2 separate regions of the Gossypium raimondii genome follow, and region 2 is linked to region 1. The links are chromatin contacts, called in public Hi-C maps. All regions are on one chromosome and are shown on one strand. Each heading gives the region's core, a stretch centred on a gene start, on an enhancer-like site or on the middle of the called end of the contact. The rest is flanking DNA. Distances are from core to core; before and after follow the strand shown. Region 1 holds the start of LOC105780118 (transcription factor DIVARICATA). Region 2 holds the start of LOC105781039 (protein DEFECTIVE IN EXINE FORMATION 1).

What was found. Hi-C and Micro-C count contacts between places; a contact is called where the count stands out from the background.
Region 2: a contact with region 1 is called in a Hi-C map of leaf, with 2.0 times the contacts expected there. The contact joins the promoter of LOC105781039 here to the promoter of LOC105780118 in region 1.

The regions. Positions count from the first base shown.
Region 1 is chr4:9,930,016-9,937,682 of ASM2569854v1, forward strand. LOC105780118 (transcription factor DIVARICATA) reads right to left here and starts at 4,039. Exons shown (of 2, transcript XM_012604250.2): 1 at 3,064-4,039; 2 at 1,745-2,806. The coding sequence starts at 3,488. The coding sequence ends at 2,305.
Region 2 is chr4:10,258,786-10,265,871 of ASM2569854v1, forward strand. It overlaps LOC105781039 (protein DEFECTIVE IN EXINE FORMATION 1), which reads right to left and starts at 2,671. Exons shown (of 13, transcript XM_012605611.2): 1 at 2,100-2,671; 2 at 1,869-1,979; 3 at 1,623-1,705; 4 at 1,388-1,505; 5 at 1,123-1,283; 6 at 389-888; 7 at 207-277. The coding sequence starts at 2,236. It overlaps LOC105780117, which reads right to left. Exons shown (of 18, transcript XM_052629355.1): 9 at 6,559-6,678; 10 at 6,112-6,161; 11 at 5,260-5,422; 12 at 5,014-5,151; 13 at 4,346-4,468; 14 at 4,159-4,257; 15 at 3,847-3,936; 16 at 3,653-3,737; 17 at 3,417-3,550; 18 at 2,810-3,327. The coding sequence ends at 3,184.

The DNA of each region.
Region 1 (7,667 bases), core at 2,789-5,288:
ACCCGAAAAATGGGCCAAAAATTTTACTCATGCCCGACCAGGATAAAAATGCTAAAACCCGGGCCCAGCCCTGCCCTCCCATATTACTTTTTTATATGTTTTTTAAATATATATAATACATAAAAAATACTAAAAATATTAAAATAAATATTTCCTAACAAATTGAAAATAAATTTTAAAAAATATGTATACTTAAATAATACTAAGATAAATGCAACTAAACAAGTAAATGCCTTTAAAATAATTATAAAATTAACAATAAAACAAGTGTTAGGCAATATCCATATAATAACAACAAAATATTAGTAATATAATAGTGAAATTGTATCAAAATAAGGAGACAACAACAAGAAAATAACATTAAAACAACAAAAAATAGCATTTTTTTGTCCTTTTGTGAATTCGGGTTGGGCTCGGGCAAAAATGGCTTACCTGAGGCTAGACCCATTTTTAAACAAGCATTATTTTTTTGTTCAAATCTATTTTTCGGGCTATATTTCTATTCAAACCCTCTCACTTTACAAACGGGCCGGGTGAATAAGTCTATGTCAAATCGAGTTTAAAATCAATTATTCCGACTGTTATTAAGGGTTAATTAACGTATAATTCAAACTGAAATAATCTGGACAAAATTAAATATCTACCTTCTAAATTCAAATAATAATAGTAACAGAGGGAAAGTAATCAGAGTTTTCAATTTGAAGAGGAAAAAAAAGAGAGCAGAGTGGGATCTGTGCGGTCCCAAAAATACCCAAGGGCTTAAAGAAGCTGAGGGCATTTTTGATTGAAAATTTTAGAATAAAGTGACCGAAGTGCTTCCCTATGCAACTTGCAAGAAAAGAAGGTGGATGGACAGTTAATTCATAAACAGAAAATAAAAAAAAAGTTTATTTTACTTTATATATTGCTCCATGCTGCCTTTAAATTGTTTGACAAGTTGGTGGGACCGAAATTTATACATGCATTGTGGTAGCAATACGGTGGCCACCGAGGTTTTCATGAAGCTTGCTGGAACAGCAAAGAACAATGGAAAAGCAGGCATAATGAAAAAAAAAGAAGAAAAAAGTAACCCTTTAGAAAAAGTAATACGGGTTACAGATCACTTCAGGATCCCTCACTGCACTAACCAGGACCAAGATGCTTACAAAATTTTTAGTGCTTTGACCCAAATGAAAAGCCATGGATACTACTATTATTGTTATTATTATTTTCTTTTTGCAGGTATCTTTGAGGTCCATCCTGAAGAAAAGGAAAATGGAGACAAAAGATGTGGTCACATATGATCTGGCATTCCTAAATTCCAATTCCAAAATCCCACCATATTAGAAGAAGATAGATGAGAATGATTGATCTATGATGCTAAGATTCCTTCACTGACCATTAAAAAAAATGGGAGGGGGGGGGGGTTTGAAAAAGAATCAGGGAGTCTTTGGCAAAAATAATCAGTTTAAAATCAAAGTGGAATGGAAGAATGAGATGCTTTGATTAGTGGTTCTTAACCTTGGATCAGTCAAGATTCTATTATCAACATCAGTCAACTAATTAAACTACCATTTACTTTCTTTTTTTCTTTATTGCCAACAAGGAATTTGCTATTAAAATATAAACCCGAATTTGCCAAAAAGACATCACGATTAAGCACAGTCATTAAACTATATCTTTAAAAAAGCATGCATTATGAGTCAGATAAATCAACATTTGACATGGCATATTGCTCAAATCACCTGCTTCCACTTTGGCCATATATCCTTTAAACCACAATATAATTTCATTACAATAGCCTTATTAACTGCTTCAGTGCAAACTCATAAGCAACAACAAAATAACCCCTTGTGGCTAAAACACCAAAGCTGATCCATGGATTTCTTCATGTTGTCCCAAGTTAAGGTGCTGAACATCAGTGTTTGAAGCAAGGAAATATGAATTATTTCAGGCTCATATCAAATTTTAAGCCTCTATAGTACAGTCTGTCATTTTGCAGAGGACTCGGATCCACATGGTGGTATCTATAGAACACACACAATCAATCTAAGAATAACAGGTTACAACAGATGATGCAGACACACGACAAGACTAGAATTAACAAGAGCCCAAGCTTCATGTAAATAAGCTTTTATCTTTTTGGTTCAATGATTCAGAATTTGAATGATAAATCACAAAACCACCTAACTGATCTCTCTTTATAGTGGAAACTATGGACTAAAATGCATCTCCAAGATATACACATCACTAGTAGGCTTCATCTTCATCTCTTTTAACTAATAATAATACCTTGAGAAAAGTCTTCCCACATTTTCACTCAGTTTATTGATGTTGTTGCATTGACTGCATCTGGAAAAGAGTGTTGTAAGATCCGAATTGAGATCTGGGAAGAGTTTCTCCAAGCAAATTTTGTTCCTCCAGCTTGGGTCCGTATGATGAAATCCCACAGAAGGGGGACACGAAAGCATTGCAATTACTCGTCCGGTTGAAAACCATAGCTGCTCCATTTTGTTGCTTCCATTCAAAGTCGATCTCTTTAGTTGTGGCTAGTTTAGCTTGCTGCTGTGCCTGTATGACTGCAGAAGAATCACTTGAAGACGAATGCTTGCAGTGATCCGGTGACGAAGAGGGAGTATCAGGAACGTTAACCGTTGTGATATCATGGATACTGGACCTCCTCTTGTCTTTCCCCCCGGTGACCTGCCTGATGAAGTATTTCTGAGCATGACTTGCCACTTGAGTCGGTGTTCGGGTAGTCACGAAATTGCGTGAAATATTTCTCCAATCCCCTTTACCGTACTTTTTAAGACCCATTAAGAATTGCCTGTCATTAATCATCAAGTCAAACATCATAAGCCGCTAGGAATAATGCTGAAAACCATTGAACGGTACAGAATTTGCACAACCAAGAAAAGCGACATGCACCAACAAAATATACACAGTGTTTACCAACCAACCACATTGTCAACATTCATAACAATTGCAAGATTCAAACAGGAAACTCCATTGATACCTGATATCCTAAGGACTGATCATAATTGTCAAATATATAAAGAACCAAAAAAAAGGGCTAGCAGTTACCTGTGTTCTTCTTCAGTCCATGGCACCCCTTTCTTCCTTTCTTGATCAGAAGAACGAGACCCAGTCCCTCTTTTACCAGGAGTGTAATAGTGTCTAAATCCATCACAGCCTTGACTATCATTACCCCACTCCAATGTAAAAGAATCACGGCTATATCCAGGGATTGGAATCAGGCCAGCCTCTATATCACTCACATCTTCTTCCAATTCTCTGTATTGCTTGATGACATCCCCAACTGTTTTTCCAGGAATCATAGATGCCACCTTAATCCATCGATCAGGGGTATCTTTATCATATAAAGCCAAAGCATTTTCAAAGCACTTGTTCTCTTCAGGCGTCCATTTAGTACCTTCACTCTCTTGAAACAACCAATTGGAAGTGTGTAAATAAGAGGCTGGAGAGAGAATTTCAAGTCCCCTATTCATTTGTTACTGGTTATGTAAACTGCCAAAGATGATTTGCCCGTACGCAAAAAAAGAAAGAAGAAAACTATGCTTTTCTCCCTCTTTGAATGAAATTGTTCAAAGAGAGAGAAAAACCAAATTAGAAAAATGCAGAGAAGTATGACTGTTTTAAATTAGCAACGAAATATCAAATCATAAAAACATTAAAATGGATTCGGTACCCTTTTTCACACAAGATTAAGTTGAGGAATCTCAAAAAAGTGAACTTTCCAAAACCCAAGGAAAATTCGAGAGCTGGTAGAAAAAGAAAAAGAAAAAGAAAAAGCAGATCTTTGCAAATATAAATGAAAAACCCTAGACATACATAGTAGATCCAAAATTGCATACTACAATTACAACAAGAAAATTGATATAGAGATTAAAATTTAAAAACCCAGATCATAGATTTAAACACAAACTGGAAAAAAAAAAAAGGGCAGTAAATCGATAAAGAAAGCAAAAACACTAAAACAAAACAAAGAAGGTTCTAAAGAATTGGAGAGCTAAAAGTTGGGGGAAATCTTTAGCAGTTAATATTTTGTTATGAAGGTAAAGCAAAAGCAAGGAGAGGAAAGAGAAAGTGCATGATAGAAATGAATTATAAGCACTCTTTTGAGTAGACCTGTTCATGGGCCGGGCGGCCCGGCCCGGCCCGACGATCTGCCCGAAATATGAGAGGGTTCGGGTAAAAATATAGACCCGAAATATGAGTTTGGGCAAAAAAACGAGACCCGTTTAAAAAATGGGCCGGGCTCGGGCTCAACTTTTTTGGCCCGGGCCCGGCCGAATATAATAAATATATATTTTTTATTTTTATTTTTTAATTTTAAAATACTTTAAAATTTTTTTTATTTTTTTATTTTTAAAATATTCTTTTTTGTATTTATTAAAAACTGGGCCGGGCTCGGGTTTATTATTTTTTCCCGGGCCGGACCTAGGTAAAATTTCAGGCCCATATTTTGGGTCGGACAGGGCCGAGCCCGGGCCTAAGAGTCGGGTCAAAATTTTTTCCGGGCCCGGCCCAAACCCGGCCCGGCCCATGGACAGGTCTACTTTTGAGTTATATTTTGTACTGCTTACAAAACTATGAAACAGAGAATGATGAGGCTGAAAGTGAAGGCAGAGAGAAACAGAGGGGTCAAAGCTGCTAACTCGTGATTGGTGTTGAAGAAAACGGAGATTGTGGGCGCTACTGTGGCCAAAGCAACGCTATTTTTCTCTAAAATATTATGAGGGAAGGGTGATGGCCAATCAGAAGAGAGATATCGACGGACATTTGGCTTGTTGGTGAATGAAATTGGATGTTTGGTTTTCTGGTCTTTTTATTTGGAGAAGATCAATATTGGCACGTGAGATGTTTGTCTTTCATGTCATCCAAATTTTTAATGGGAGGTGAAATGTGCTTTTTCATTACAAAATTAGTAGAGAAATTTGATTTTTGAAGTTAAAAGTATTATAAATATTATTTTTTGAGAAATTATTAATTGATAGTAGAATTTTAGATTTTAATAAGATATTGATAAGTATTTTATAGGAGTATAATAAAATATTAAAAAAGATACATGTCAATATTTTAAGGTTATTTGTGGAATAAAATAAAATACATTGTAAATATACAAAATACTCACTTTTATTTTTACCAAACACAAAAGTTGAGATTAATGTATATAAGAATCATCAAATAACTTTATTCATATTAACTATTTAAAATATATATAAGAATTAGATTAATGTATATTTAGTTAAAAGGATTTCTTTATTCTCCCAATTTTGAAATTGAGCAAATTGATCGCTCTCAAAAAAATTAAAGCAATTTAATCCTCGTCAATTTTGAAAGTAAGCAACTAAGAATAATTAATAATAACGTTAATGTGTTGATTGCATTTTAGCTCAATTAACATAGACATTGTTGTTAGTGTAGGAAGACGTGGGTTCGAGTGTGCTGAAACATATTATCCTCCTATTTAAGGGTTGGGGAGGGGCTATAGGTAGTTCTAGGCACTATATTAAAAAGAGCAGATAAGATTGAAACCTATAATGAGATTGTTTAAAAAAATAATAATAACGACATTTATGTCATCTGTCAATTGTAATACTTTGATTGATATAACAACAAAATTAGCCTTTGATGTTTACATATTTTGTCATTTTAGTCTTAATTCTAAAAAATCAACAAATTTAGCCTTAATTTACACAAATGTAGTGAGTTAAATTTGATAAATTAACATCAAATTAACAAAATATGTAAACTTTGAGGGCAAAATTTCTTATTACCAAATCAAAATCAATTTCTTTTTATGTTTGGTTCAATAAAACAAGTTTATTAATGTAAAATAATGTACAAGTCAACTTTTAAAAAAACATGTTTTTATTGTAAAATGTCTTATCATTTTGTTTTCTGCAAGACATTGTACATCATAACCTTCTTTACTTTCTCACCTACTCTAGAGAATAAATCTTTCCTTTCTCTCTTTTTGTAACACCCCTAACCCGTTTCCGTCATCGGATTAGGGTTGCGGAGTATTACTAAACAATCAAAAACATTTGAAACTTATATCATTCAATATTGTAATCATATCATAAATTATTCATACACATGCATATAGTCCCCGAATCGAGCCCTCAAGCACCTAAAAATAGTCTAGAAACAATTTGGGATCAATTTGAATCAGTTTGGAAAGTTTAGGAAAAAGATAAAAAATCTACAAAACAGGGGTCACATGGCCATGAGGCCAAGCTGTGTGCCTCACACGGCTGAGACACATGCCCATGTCTTGGGCCATGTAACAATCGAACTAGGGATACATGGTCGTGTCCCAACCCGGTGTCACACGCCCGTGTGCTAGGCCGTGTAACTCATTGACTTGCACCCTAAATAATTCATCAAATGACACATGGCCGTGGCGCCAGGTTGTGTGTCTCACATGGCTGAGTCACATGCCTGTGTCTCAAGCAGCGTGGACCTAAAATGAACCTTAAACAACAAGTTTACTAATTCAAGCTTACTTGGACTCTAAGTAATCTATTTACCAGCCAAAAGACCTAATCAAAGTGACATTAAACAAGCTAAAACCATGCTAAATCAACCATCTTAAGTGCCTAACCAATGCATCCTCATTGATACCACAAGTGTATACAATTTTACAACAAAAGGAACTATCATTCAAGGCATTTTAAATCATACCATCTCACATTCAACCAATATGCCAAACATAGGCATCTCAATTGCAATATTCCAAACGCACTTACCATGAGCTTGCACTTAAACATCATACCTTATTTACATATATCACATAAGTTGACTATTTGCACTTAAGATCAAATTTTAACATTTTACATATCAAAACAATAGTAATGACATACAAGCCTATTACATGCCATATAATCCAAAATGAACATTCCAAAAACTACCGAAAATGGGGGGATAGTGTGACTTGAGTGCCAGTCTGACAGTCCAACCTTCAAAATATCTACAATAACAGAAAATAAAACAAGTAATCTCATTGAAGCTTAGTAAGTTCGACAGACTAAAATGATAAATCTTACCAAAATAAGTACACCAAGTCAAATAATAATACAACCATATATGTTCCCTATAACACCCCTTACCCGAGACCGTTGCTGGAGTCGAGCTCGAGAAACTATTCACAACAAAGCTATCCACCTGCGCAGCAGTTACTAATTTAGTTATAAATCGAGCTACGAAATTCGAAATTTAAATCCTTAAATTTTCCATGAAACTACACTCATATGTCTTCTTACCATAAAATTTTCAGAATTTTTGGTTTAGCCAATTAGTACATTTATTAGTTAAAGTATCCCCTATTTCACTACTCGACTATCCTGACCTCTTGTAACTAAAAATAAGGTTTCTCATTGTAGGATTTTCATATGGTGTTCTCACTTGTTTCTACAGAAAATAGACTCAATAAGGAATCTAGACATATAAACTACAACTCATAACCATTGTTTTACAATCTTTAATGATTTTCGAAACTCAAAAAAGATGACTCCAAAAATAGTTCTGACCCTGTCTCACTTAAATTCACATATCTTAAAATATAAAATTCTTTTTTCTATACCATTATTTTGCTTTGAAAGTAGACTCAATAAGATTTAATTCTATATATCATTCACCTTCTAATTCATTTTATACTATCC
Region 2 (7,086 bases), core at 1,421-3,920, 330 kb after region 1:
AATGTCTGTTTTTCAGCTTCAACTGTAAAGCAACCCTACTTCCATGAAAACAAATTAACTTAAAACTTATTGAAAAAGGTTAAATGTGAAATGGACAGGAAAATAAAAGCGGGGGGAAGCTATAATTTCCCTTAAATGAACTTCAAGTGGCACTTGAGAGAACCTAGATTACCAAGTAAGACTGAAAGGCAAAGGAGAGAACTTACTCATGGTCAAAGAAGTAGGAAACAGCAACAATCATTTCTGACACCCCATCCTTATCAATGTCTGCTATGACCTATTGACAATAAGAGAGCAAAATGTTTGACTTTAATAGTTATTACTTCTGTCTGGCAACAAAGTCCTCCACTAGAAAGAAACGCTTTGTCTAATTGAAATTTAAACTCACTGGAGTAGACAAGATGTGTGAGTCAATATTCACATAATCCTCCCTTTTCTCATGTTGTCCTTCAGTCCACTCTTCATCTCCCCACATAGATTCATCAATATAATCATCATAATCATAAGTATACTCATCGCCCAACTCCTCAGTATCACGGAATAACTCAAAAGATGAATCTGCATCTGCTTCTAACCCTTGTTCATTTTCCACAGTAGCTTCCTGAACATTCTCTTTTGAATCAGAACTACCTTCCTGGGAACCTTTTGAGTTGTTATCTTCTAGAAGTCGTCTCTGAGGACTTGTTCCATTATGTCCTTCAGTGCTTCCCACTGCTTCAGGGTTTAAAGAAGAATTACCGTAACCAGTTGGCAGCTTGATTGTATTGTCTTTTAGACTTACATTTACTTTGTTTCCATTCTCTGCATTTGATAAGTTATCCTTGCTAGAGTGACTTTCTGTTGGTACGAAACCCGTAAGGTTAGATTCAGGTACATTTCCATTTATTTCTGCAAGGATAACCAAGATGTTTTGATGTGATTGGTGTGATTCATTATAAGAAAATGCTCCAAAGTATAAACACACAACAATATAATCCCTCGATGAAATGTGCTGTATGCTTTGTGCCAGTTTATGGCCAGCAAACTACCATTATGTGGTAGAGGGCAAGGGAGCTTTCATAGAAACTAGTACAAAATTAGAAGTAAGAGGGATATAAATTATTGAAACTTGGAATAGCATACGGCTCATTGCATTCATTTTAGAAGCCTCCTCCAAAAGTAAATCATCATGAACATCTGGATGAGAACGGTCCGCTGGATCAGGATGCAATCCCACATACCAATCTTTACGAACTTTTCTACGAGGTACTGACAATTTATCAGTCATAATGTAGCCTGAAATCCTAAAAGTAAGAAACTTGGAGAAATTAGTATGCAAACATCACCACCACGAGTTCCTCTAGCAACTTAGGAAAGGAGCATTTTAGATAGTGAGCAATTAAATAACCTGAAAAAAAGTACTTCGCCATTGTAGGTAGCCAGAGCAATTTCTGTGACACCATCATTATCAATATCAAACAAGAGAGGACTAGAATGCACGGTTGACTGGTGAAAAGCAGGCCAACCTGCCATATTATTGAAAATTCAAACACATCAACTTTAATCAAATTACTACAGATGGCATAACTAAATAAACAAGTTTATCTTACGAACATGAGCAGAAGAAAACAAAGGATTAGTACCCGGCATTTTGTCGCCGTCAGAACCTTCTAGAACTTCTAGGTAGTGAACAAATGCGGGAACCACTATATCAAGCTTCCCGTCACTAAGAATTACACAATCGAGTCAACTAAATCATGACAAAAGATTAATTTACTATAAAATCAGTAGATTTCGGAAAATGAAATGAAAAGAAAAATTTTAGTACATCAAAAGATCACCACGCAATAAAAAAAAACGTGAAATTTAAAGGAAGAGTAAAACTTCACCTATTGATATCGGTGATCAACGGAGTAGCAAAAATGCTAGAGCTGACCTCTGTTTGCCATCTAAGTTCTAAATTTCTGGGGCATTGTGTGTTCAACAAGGCATCTTCATCCCTACACATTCAAACACGATAAATTTTCTTATAACAACAGCTCCTCTCCTCTGATTGAATCCAATTGACAAATCCGAAAAAAAAAGAATATTAAGATCGACGAAGGTAGAAACTAACATACATTTCGGGATAACCAAGTTCGTCGTCCGTGGCCCTTCGTTCACGGAATTTATTTTTGGAGTCCTGGCCATGAGTGAAACCCCAGCGAGTAATCAAAAGGAAAAGAAACCAAACGACCCTAATGTCGAAGGATATCATACTGTCTGATGGTTTTCAGTACAGAAATTTTGGAGGGAAAAGAATAAAAAAAAATTGCGTAATTATTTGAGTATTATTTTGCAGATGAAAGAAAATTTGGAAATGGGAAAAGGAGATGATAGAAAATATTATAAACCCGGTTGTAGGGATTGAATGGGGTGAATCCAACTGGTTAGTTTTTATTTATTGTTTAATCGATGGTTCAATGAATTAAAAACAAGTGATTTGATTCAATTCCCCTAAAAAAATTTATTTTGGATATAAAGAGAATTTTTAAGATCAATCGCATTTCAATTAGAAAATAAATTAAGGTGATTGATTGTGGCAGTTGTTATTTCATTTGTTTGGCACCGTACCAGTAAGAGTGAAAATAGCATATGTTAACAGAATCGCCATTTACACTTATTGAGTTGATTTTGTCCAAAGTACGTGTTATTCAAAACGTAAATTCCCACCTAACCAAACGAATAGCCAAGTTTAGTTACCTTCTAACGGCTCATCAACTTCTTTTCAATTACTACCACTCGGCCCAACTCAGAGTATCACTTAAAACCCAGCAAAATAGTCACAGAAGACAGGAAAATGATTACTTCTAATATTACTCAAGGGATCACCAGTACAGGGGAGAAACTAGAAAAAGAAATACACTAATATACATTGGTTACCCTAATTCTAATCCTCTTCATCTGAACGACTGTAAGAAAAATAGTTTCCAACCTGAATGTGGCCCAACTATTCAACTAATGTACCACCCTGGATCATACAACTCACCCTACAAGACTAACAGCAGAGATAGCTAATTACATGATGCCCTCACCAGCTTAGGTATGCACATAACTCTCAAGTTGCAACCAACAGAAACTTGGACCACGCATGCAATCAAAGGCACACCCAAGCATCCAATACCTCAATCAAATCAACTACACACCAGCCAGCATGCTGTTCGGTTACCTGCGTCGCACTGCATTTGCATGCATGCGTGCCTTGCTGTCAATCCTTATTCTATCAGCATACATGGACAACTGAATAATCTCATTTATCTCATTTAATAAGATTTCCTCTGTGATGTTATCCCTGATACTTCGCATAACCTGTTCTTGCATAAGCAAATAGCTTTTACTTTCTGCTATTAGATAAGGAAAGAATTTAACTAATTGTCAAATCAGCAAATGAGTCCGACCTTCCTAAAAGTATTGATATCATTGGGAGTCGACTTATCTGTCCTGATCCGCATATAGACCCACACATGTTCATCAGGATCCCAAGAACACTCTATAATTTTCCCAGAGAAAGAAGAAGGGGGATCTGGAGCATCTGCAAGTAATTCATAAAAGTGAGAAAAATAAAAATCAATATTATTGATCTCAAATAAAACAAACAAAAAAAAGGGAATAAACACAATCACTTCACGGCAACCTCTAAATTCAACTTTATTCCCTTCCATCAACTTCTTTCTCCCCCGTTCAAACAGAAAAAGCTGTTCACGATCGTCACTACCAATCTGTCAAGACATAAAGCTTTCAGTTTAAGGAAGAATATCAACAAATTCTTAAAGCCAAAAAGAGCCAATTTAACAACAAAAACCAATTAAAAGAAAACGAAAAGACAACCTCAAATAGAAAATCAACAGAGTTCAGCCGAGCATATTTCCACTTCAGAAGACCTTCATGAGTACGAGGTACATAAGGATCATCCCAGCCCTGAAAAAATATATAATAAAATAAAATCAGTAACCAAGTGCAGCTAAATGCATAACATTCTTTTCCCATAGAGCAGGCCTATGAAACTGAACCAAACTTCAGTGTAAAGATGCATGAATTAACAGGATGTAGAGTAAGAAACTGAAAAGGATAACTATTGGATGATTGTATGAGTTAAGCGATGAAAAATTAGAGATTAATCCAATAATCCTCTTCAATCACCTGAAAAATAAGGCCATCTGCCTCATGAGAGAGCTTGGGGATAAATTCCTTCAAAACCTTATTTACAGTAGAGAGCAACCAAAAATCTTTCCTCCGCACCTGATAAAAGATTAAGCAAAATCTTAGGCCATCTCACAGAGGTAAAAATAGATCAATGTATTACAAACCGATATTCCTCAATACATACCCTAAAGGGTTCAAGGTCATAACGGTAATAAGGATTCCTGCTTTGGTAGATGTTATGCCGTTCATAATTTCGAGGCTCAATCACTTCTTTCTCCAGCATTTTCCATCGCTCATAGAAAGGCCGCTGCACCAATTTCAAACTATAGGATTACTAGATATGTTTTATGGGTTTTCTTTTCACAAGAGAAAATGGAGATATAACATGATTCTGAAAATTAAATGGCACTTTTTCATCTAATAATCCCTTCTTGAATCTACAAAACTAAAACCAAAAAAAAATCTAGAAAAGAAGCAAACAGAAACTAATAACGGCAACCAACACAAACTCCTTTGACAAATTACTTTACAACCATTAAGTAACTTAACTGTTATCTTCCATTCCCCCAAATGGATGACAAGTGGTTCCCACCAACATCAAATAATGCTTACTGAAAATTTTGGTTAGGGAGATCAAAATCCAAAACAAAAATAAGTCTTGAGATCATTAAAGCATTTCTACAAGCCTAATCATGATGTTCAAAATATAGTCTCCAAAAGCCTACAATAGAGTATGATAAGATAACTGTTTCGAAAAATATAACTGGTTCGAAAAATACCATTAATTTCGTATTATGCTAAAGAGGACAAACAATTAAGAAAAAGAACTTGTAATAAATAAGCACAACCAACCTCGATGATAGGCGTATGGTTAAGTGCCATCATATCATAAATGAGATATCTTCTCTCTTGCTTCTGAGAGTCTGGCAAGGTATCAATTACCATTTCGCCATCAAGCAATGTGAAATGATGAGTTCCATCCCCTATACCCTTACAGGTGAGAAAGTTGTGTCGAATTAATAACATCATGAATGGAGAGACACTAAATTCCCAATATGTTCCTTAGAAAGAAAGAAAAAAAGATATGCTTATACACACTTCAGTTGGGTGTCTGCATGGAAACCTCATCTGAACCCTTCGAAAATTAAAGCTCCTATCAATCAAGTAACATCCATCAACAGTTATCAACATCATATATCGTGTTCCATCTGCTTTCCAAGTGGCATAATAATATCGTTGCCTTAAAAGTTGTAAGTTGTCCCTGCAAGCACAAAATAGATAACTTAATTTTATATAAGATTCTGGCAGAAAACATATACACAAAAGGATCAAAAAGTAAAAGTAAAAGTAAAAGAAAACTACTCTCTACAATGGTAAGTTCTTCATGCAAGCTTCAGGAACTTTTCCGAACCAGTGGCGTACCTTCAGACATATCTTTACCTTATCTTTATTCACTATTATTTTTTATGTACAATGGACGATATAAATACTTCCATTATCACCAAGGACCAAGCAAATCCCCAGAAATAATGGAAAAAGAGAAATAACAACGTGTCAGCATAAGACCTTAGGAAAATGAAAGTATTTTCATAAAAAAGTTATTTAAAATGTAGATGCATATTCTCGATAAATGTCCTCTGCATTAAACCTAACTACCAAACTGGCGACCACCAAATTCCTAAACTAATTTTTAAATACTTATGCTTCATAACCTCTTGCACATCTCAGTGCACCTTTACTCTACTAATTTAACAAGGAAACTCCTGCATGATAAAATAAAAAATAAAAGAGAGAGCAAGAGCTTAAAGCCTGATCACAGATCCAAGAGATAACTTGCCCGTGTCAACAAAATGAACAAACAGAAACCAGCATATAGGTAAACTAGTCATGTGACAAAGACATGTACCACTTAAACCAAGAAAACAGAATAAAACAAAACATATTAAGGACCTGTTGAGTGAAACTGGATGCGATCCCGGAAACTGCGCATTTCCTCTAACCTGATTTCAAGAAATGACCGTGTCAAAGCTCATATTAAGCAAAATAAGGAGTTAATTGGGAAAAAAAAAAGGTACTCAAGTTTTCAATAATTTTTGGTTTTATGAACAGAAGTTATCTTAATGTTACCATTAAGAGAAAATGTTCTTATAATTGTTCAGATATTATCATTACAACAGTCATTCTCTCAAGTTCAAAGTGCTCTCATCACTTAATTGTCCTCCACATAATTATCACAGAGAAAGCAAAGAAGCAATTAAGAAATAGGAAGTGGATAAAAAAGCTAAGCTATAATTGTCACAAATTTAATAAAACTTGCTGTCCCCAAATCTCATAGTCTAGACAATGGGAATAAGTAGCTAAATATGAAAGAAAATGTATCGGCTTTCAAAGTTATACCCCAGCATTTAACTTCAATGTATGGTAGCAGAATAAGCGCAGTGATTGCAGCTGGTCCTGAGGTATTTCATCTCCCAAAATGTCATCATTTGTCAACACTACATCCGTTTCATGATTCTCCTGAAATGACAAATGCTTATTAAATGTCAAATATAAACAGGAATTCCAGAATTTTGAGCAAAACTGAAACATCATATGCGAAACTAGAAGAAACATAGACAAGTTTGCCTTAGAATCAATTAGCAATATCTTAGCTCTATAGCTTAACTTGATACAATGCGTATAACTTCTATAACACACAACAGAGTAACTTGTCCAATTTACATGAAGAAAAAGAAGAAGAAGAAGAAAAGGATGGCTGAACACCAGCAAAGATTATTGATATGATCAAAGATGATAACCCCATGCATGATATTTTTCGCAAGGGTATATTGTTCTTTGCTAAAAAGTTAAATCTTAGGCTACATTTGGTTTCAAAAAGTAGAGACCACTTTGGTTTTCATTTTCTTGAAAAATGAAAATACTAAA